Linked DNA regions of Ovis aries: region 1 is linked to region 2. Evidence: chromatin contacts called from public Hi-C data. All regions are on one chromosome and are shown on one strand. Each heading gives the region's core, a stretch centred on a gene start, on an enhancer-like site or on the middle of the called end of the contact. The rest is flanking DNA. Distances are from core to core; before and after follow the strand shown. Region 1 holds the start of THBS1 (thrombospondin 1). Region 2 has its middle 480 kb from the start of THBS1.

Region 1 (3,294 bases), core at 177-2,676, 480 kb before region 2:
GCTCAGGTCCAGGGTGCCCGCTTTGCCATTGGAGACCACGCTGAAGACCTGGCCAGAGTGGTCTTTCCGCTCCACAGCCAGCAGGGTACCTCGGGTCTTCTTCATTTGCCTCAGGGAAGCCAGGAGGAGGAAACCTTTCTCCGCCCGCACAGCATCCACTAGGTCTTGGAACTTCTTGTCAGGCACAGGGGGGATCAGGTTGGCATCCTCGATGCGGAAAGCTGGGCTAGAAGGGTCAGGACCCTTCACCAGTCGGCGCCCAGAGCCCTTGCGGGCAGCTCCGGTGAGTTCAAAGATGTCAAACACACTGTTGTCTCCCCCAGACTCTGTTAGACAAGAGCAGGACACATGGTGAGCGCCCTGGGTTGGGGGAGGGGGTGAGGCAGAGGGCTGGAATGAAAGCTCTTGACAGCCACTGGAAGAGCTAAATAAAGGGCAGTCAGAGGAAACCGGCAGCCTGAGGTTTGCTCAGGGCTCAGGGGAGAAGCAGCTGAGAGAGGAGTACACAGGGAGGGAAGTGCACCTGGGGTAACCCGACCTCCTCCTCTTCCCTCCCCCCACACAAGGTATTATACAGACTCACCTGGAATGCGGTTGGAGCCGCAGGCATGCACGAGGAGCAGGACACCGAGTCCCCAGGCCAGCCCCATGGTGGAGCTATTTGTGCCCAGCAAGGAACCTGCAGCAAGGAGCACAGAGCCCAGGGTCAGAGGCTGCCCAGCAGGGAGTGTGGGCAAAACCTGGCTGGCCTTGGGGCTGGGGCCCCTGGGGATCCCCTTTTGGGCCCACATTTGCTGGAAGGACGGGCAACCGTATTTACTTTGGAGAGAGCATCAGGAAGAAAGTAAGAGTTGAGGGGAGATTACCGCTTTAAAGAGGTGGTGGGGGCAAGATCAACCACTGGAGAGGGGTTTTTCCTTGAGAAGTTAAGGGTAAACACTAGACCAGGAGATGCAGTTTAGGGGCGCAGGGAGGCACAGTCCTTTTCTAGAGCACTGATAGGACTTGGGGAAAAGAAAATTTTGGGGTGTTCTGGTGGGTTAGTCTGTGAACCCCAAGGCTGGAGAGGATGGCTCTGGCGCCCTTCCACAAGAGTCCCCAGAGGCTGGGAGCGACAGTACGGGGAAGGCAGAAAGTTATTAGATCCGCGACAGTACGGGGAAGGCAGAAAGTTATTAGATCCGGGGTTCCGGAGGCGCTGAAGCCTGGGAGCTCCAGGTGGCTGGCCAGGGCAGCACTCGTCCTCGGCGGCCGCCCGGGAGTCCTACCTGTGCGGACGCGGATGTAGCGGCCGGGGCCAGCAACAAGGGCGCAGCGACGGGATAGAGAACTGGAGAGGCGCGGGGTGGAGGCCGTGGATTCGGAGGCTGCGGCTGGGAGAGCTCGCCAGGGTGGGCTCTCAGCGGCCGGCCCGAGTGCAGTGGCTGGCGGAGCGGAGGAGCCGCGCGCTTTTAAAGGGGCGCTCACATTCCTGGGGTTTCCTCTGACCAATGGGAGGCCGCGGGGCAGGAAGCGGGAGGGGGGCCAGTCTGGGTTCCTCTCTCCGCCCCCCGCTGCCTGGCGCACAACTTTCCAGCTAGAAGGTGGAAGGGGGGCGGCGGGGGTCGGCGCCTAGGAGCACTGGAACTTCTCAGAAAAATAGGTGCCCGCCCACGCGGCCTTGGCGCTCACGGGCTCAGCACTTCGGCTCTGGCGCCGAGCTGCCCAAACCCTGTGCGCGCATCCCGAGCCGACAGGGCCCTAGCCACCCAGCCCAAGACCCTTAGAGAGGCTTTCAGGCAAACTCGTCCCCTTGAATGCCTGCGCGACGGCTGAAGGGTGGACACTTGGGGAGCGAACCCGTTTGTACAGAAAAAAATAAGCCCAACGGGGTAAATGGGACCAAGAGGGAATCAGTAGTTGAAGGAGTTCCCTCTTGGGTACTTGTTGACCCTCGTCCATCCATCCAGGTGGGGTGGGGACCACGGAACCCGCTTAGCGCCGCGCCCCCGCCCTCGCCCCGCGCTTGTCCTCCGCCTGTCCCCCGATGGACGTGAGTGGGTGTCGCACTGGCCAGCAGTGCGGGTACCGGGCTCGGCTTCCCACGTGCGTCGGGGCAGCCTTTCCGCAGGGGCTTGCCGCCCGAGTCCCCGGGAAAGTGCCATCTCCCAATTGCTGCGGCGCTTCCACCGCTGGCCGCTTGGGGGCGATGTGCGAATTCTGATCAAGGGGACGTGAGCGGACAGCTTCTTTCTAGTCAGGAATGTTAAGGAAACTTAGTCTTACCCACTGTTCTAAAGCCAAATTGGAAATTGTGTCTTGAAAAACAGTTTTTTGTGCCCACTCGTGCTGCTTAACGTGACTCCTGGTTGGAGGATTTGCAGCACCATCTGGCTCCAGGGTCTTGAACTATTTACAGAATAGACTCATGGAGTAATAAATTACCTTCTTCCTATCATTTTATTTCCTTCCCCCCTCCTCCCTGAACGTTCTTTTCATTTTTAGGCTCCCGAAACTGAGGTGTGGGTTGCATTTCTGTGGGTGCACCAACTGCCGTGAGTGCTGCCGCTTGCTTAATGCTTCTGTCATTGGAAGTTTGGTGTCCAAGCCACCGTCCCAAGCCAGCATGACTCCAGCTGCCTGGAATTCCATTCATCTCTTCGGCTGGGACGTCAGCAGCCGCACTTCCCCTGCTGTGATCCCAGGCTATCAGGCTGGCCCTGGGACCCAGGGCGCAGGTAGTAGCTTCACCAAATAAGGATCTCAGTCACCGGCCAGGGGAATCCCTAGGGTTCACTTCCCTCCTTAGCATTCACACCTGGCCGGATTCCCAACACCCACAAGTGTGTAAACATTCATCCAACTGGCAATTTCACTTTTCTTGGGTGGGAGTGTTGTGTGACAAGGGTCATGTGGGTGATGGAGTGTTTACTAGTTACTCAGTACACAGCAAACACCTCTAGAAGATGACAAGTATGTTCTTAAGACAGCTGTTTGTTTGTTGCTTAAGTAGTTGCTAAACCTGACAGATTTCACATGCTGGGAGACAGAAATAAAAACCTCTATTGGATGATTAGTCAAATCAGATTCCTGTCGTGAAAGTCATAGGTAATGATTCATCAAACAGATCTGACAATTCCAGAGTCAGCAGCCATACATGCCCCTCCCCTTCCTTCTCCTTCCTAGCACCCTGTTAGCTCTTTGAAAGGTGACTTTTCTTTCTTTTCTTTCTTTTTTTTTTCACTTGCTACTGATAATACCAGGTACTTAGGAACAGTTTCAGAAGATGGCCTAATGGTCCCCTGTTCCTCTGGC
Region 2 (3,241 bases), core at 58-2,557:
GGTGTATGTGTGTCTTCCTTATCTTTAGGCTGGCTCCAGAGTTGCACCTTCACAAGGACAGATAGAGCTTCCATAGCTCTATCGAACCAGATGTCTCTGGGTACTGTGACATGTGATAGATCCGGTGGAGCCTGTGGTCCCAAGCATAGTAATTAGCAGTGCTGGGATTTAATCCAGTTCAGCCAACAGTAAAGCACATTTCAAGGTCAGCTTGTTACTGTTAACCTCTGTGCTATGAAATGGATTCCCTAATTTGCTGCCATGTGATGCTGGATTCCATGTTGGTGGGTCAAACTCTTGTTTCTTTGAATAGTTGGTACCGGCTGAGACCTAGCACACAGGGAACGCAAACCTATAACCAGAATATGAATTAATTCCAGTCAAGGGAGTCATACCCATTTCTGGATGGAAGGGAACCAGTGTAGTTAACTTGCCAACATGTGACTGATTCGTCTTGTCAAGGACTAGTGCTGCATTAGAGACTCAGGTTTGTTCTTTATTCCTAGCAGATTGTAAATTCAGTGGCAGCAATAGGCACAGCAGTCTTGATGAATGGAATCCTGTACTGTTGGCCCCAAGCATAGCCTCCATTCCTGTGACCATGGGCATCCCATTAATACACCCATTGTGCCAACTTTAGGGTGACCAGTGATGGGATAGCTGATATCATCTGCCCCATACTTCCTTGGAAGTAAGGTGGGATGCATACTTTGGTCCTAAAGAGAGCTATCTGAGCAGTGCAGAATTGCATCAACTACACTAGGTAAGAGAAAATAATGGCTTGATGAATTGTACATTGAGTGTGAGAGAAGAGACAAGTTAAGAAAAGCTTCTAGGTTTTTTACCTAGTCATAATGGTGAATAGTGAGTACTTGTGAAATGGAAAGATGGGCGGAAATGCAGGTTTGGATTACAGGACAGGAACTCAAGAATTTAGTGGAGAGCATGTTAAATTTGAGCTGCCTACTAGACATCCAAATGAAGCTGTTGAGTAGGCAATAGCAACTCAATAAAAAATAAATAAATCAGTTTGGATTTTTAGGGGGGAGGTCACCTGGTAATTTTCTTCAAAACAGTCATTTTTAAGAATAAACCCTCAAGGTGACAGAACAAATACAAGACAAAATCCTAACTGATTTTGCTAACAATGGTTTAATTGAGTGAGCTAGATCAGAGATCTCCAAAGTACATTTACTGGATGAATTGGGACTCACTGATTTTATTTTAGCCTTTGCATAGCCCTTTGTCAGGATAACATAGTATAGCATTGTTAAGCAGAGAGCATTGCAAAGTTGTTTGGACGTTTCACAATTCACATCAGTCTAGCTTGATTCAAAGAAGAAAACTTCTCTTTACCAGGAACCCCACAGCCTGCTTACTTGGCATGGAGGGGCATGGGGAGCCGAGGACTGGGTCACCTCCACTACAGAAGGCAGGAGAGAGGGATTTTGCCCCTTCTCTAAAGTGAATTGATTCGCTGCCTGATTTCAGAGGCTGAGATTCAGTACACAACAGTTACATACTTTTTTTCCACCGAGTGACTCATCAGGACAAGAATGTGGGTAAAGGGACTCTCTGATGATATTCCACAGCTGTATTATTGTCTCTTCAGCTGCAGCCTGCACTTGAGAGAGGGCAGGTGGCTCTTGCTGGACTGAATCCTTATTCTCCATCTGATCACCCAGGCAGGGACATGTGACTTTATGTGACTGAAATGTCCTCTTCCTGGGTCTACTTGTTTTCTAGAATATGTTGCTCAATGTGAAATAAACCTTCTGACACTAGAATTGTTAAGTTTTTTGTATTTTGCTTTGTATTCGACTAATGTTTAGTATTTTGCTTCCCCAGGAGTTATTCTCGGCCATTTCCAAAACTAATTGCTTATTAGAATAACTGGGAATATTTTTTTTCTTTTTTTAAGAAAATGTTTGCAAATCTAGTCACCTTATAAAGCTATTACATTATTATTGACTATATCATTCATAAGGTACTTTTCATCCTTGTGACTCACTTCTTTTGTAACTAACTGGAAGTTTTACCTTTTAATTTCCCATCTATTCCTCTCATCCCTCCACTAACCTCCCATCTGGCAACTACGTATGTGTTCTCTGTATCTATGATTCTATTTCTGCTTTGTTACGTTTGTTCATTTGTTTTGTTTTTCTAAATTTTATCTGTTTTTTAGATTCCATATATAAGTGAAGTTATATGGTATTTGTCTTTCTCTGTCTGACTTCACTTATTCCATGTTGTCACAAATGGCAAGATTTTATTATTTTTTTTGATGGCTGAGTGATATTACATTGTGTGTGTGTTTGCCTGTGTGTGGGTGTGTGTGTATATATATATATATATATATACACACCTATACCACACCTTTATCAATTCATCTATTAGTGGACACTTAGGTTGCTTCCATATATTGGCTATTGTGAATAATGCTGATCTGAACATAGGGGTTCAGATGTCTTTTTGAGTTAGTGTTCTGATTTTCTTTGAAAGAATACCTAGAATTGGAATTGCTGGATTGCACAGTGGTTCTTGCTTTAATTTTTTTGAGCAATCTCCATACTCTTTCGCACAGTAGCTGTACCAATTTCTATTCTTACCAATACTGCTCAAGGTTCCCTTTCTCTACATCCTCGCCAACACTTCTTATATATTATCTCTTTCATATTAGAAATTCTGACACCTGTGTGGTGGTATTTCACTGTGCTTTTGATTTGCATTTCCATGACAATCAGTGATGTTGAGCATCTTTTCAAGTGTCTGTTGGTCATTTGTATATCTTCTTTAGAAAAATGTTTATTCCAGTCCTCTGCTAATTTTTTAATTGAGTTGTTTTTTGCTTAGTGTTGAGTTGTATGAGTTAGTTCTATATTTTGGATATTAACTCCTTAACACTTATATCTGTTGCAAGCATCTTCTCTTTCAGTAGGAAGCTTTTTTTGTTTTATAGTTTCTTTTGTCATGCAAAAGCTTTTTAGTTTTATGTAGTCACATTTGTCATTTTTGCTTCTGTTTCCCTTATCTGAGAAGATATATCCAAAAACAAAAATCCCTAACACTGATGTCATGGAGTATAATGTTTTTCCTTCTAAGTTACATGATTTAAAGTCTTACATTTATGACTTTAATCTGTTTTGAGTTTGTATATATATATATACACACACACATATATATACACATATATATGCACGCACACACACACACACACACACACACACACATATATATATAT

The links. A called contact is a pair of places that touch in the nucleus more often than the background predicts.
Region 1: a Hi-C map of tail adipose tissue shows a contact between it and region 2, with 4 times the contacts expected there. The contact joins the promoter of THBS1 here to the enhancer-like site in region 2. A contact is called at or near these places in 3 of 16 Hi-C or Micro-C datasets (hypothalamus and tail adipose tissue).

What each region holds. Positions count from the first base shown.
Region 1 is chr7:33,432,263-33,435,556 of ARS-UI_Ramb_v3.0, reverse strand. It overlaps THBS1 (thrombospondin 1), which reads right to left and starts at 1,426. Exons shown (of 21, transcript XM_060418583.1): 1 at 1,269-1,426; 2 at 584-679; 3 at 1-326. The coding sequence starts at 650.
Region 2 is chr7:32,956,452-32,959,692 of ARS-UI_Ramb_v3.0, reverse strand. No RefSeq gene overlaps it. Among named protein-coding and RNA genes, the nearest start is that of THBS1, 480 kb to the left of the region's middle. Within about 2 kb of position 1,307, at least 10 of the 54 cell types and tissues checked have an H3K27ac peak or open chromatin away from gene starts, as enhancers often do. A contact at or near this core is called in tail adipose tissue, where this site is marked.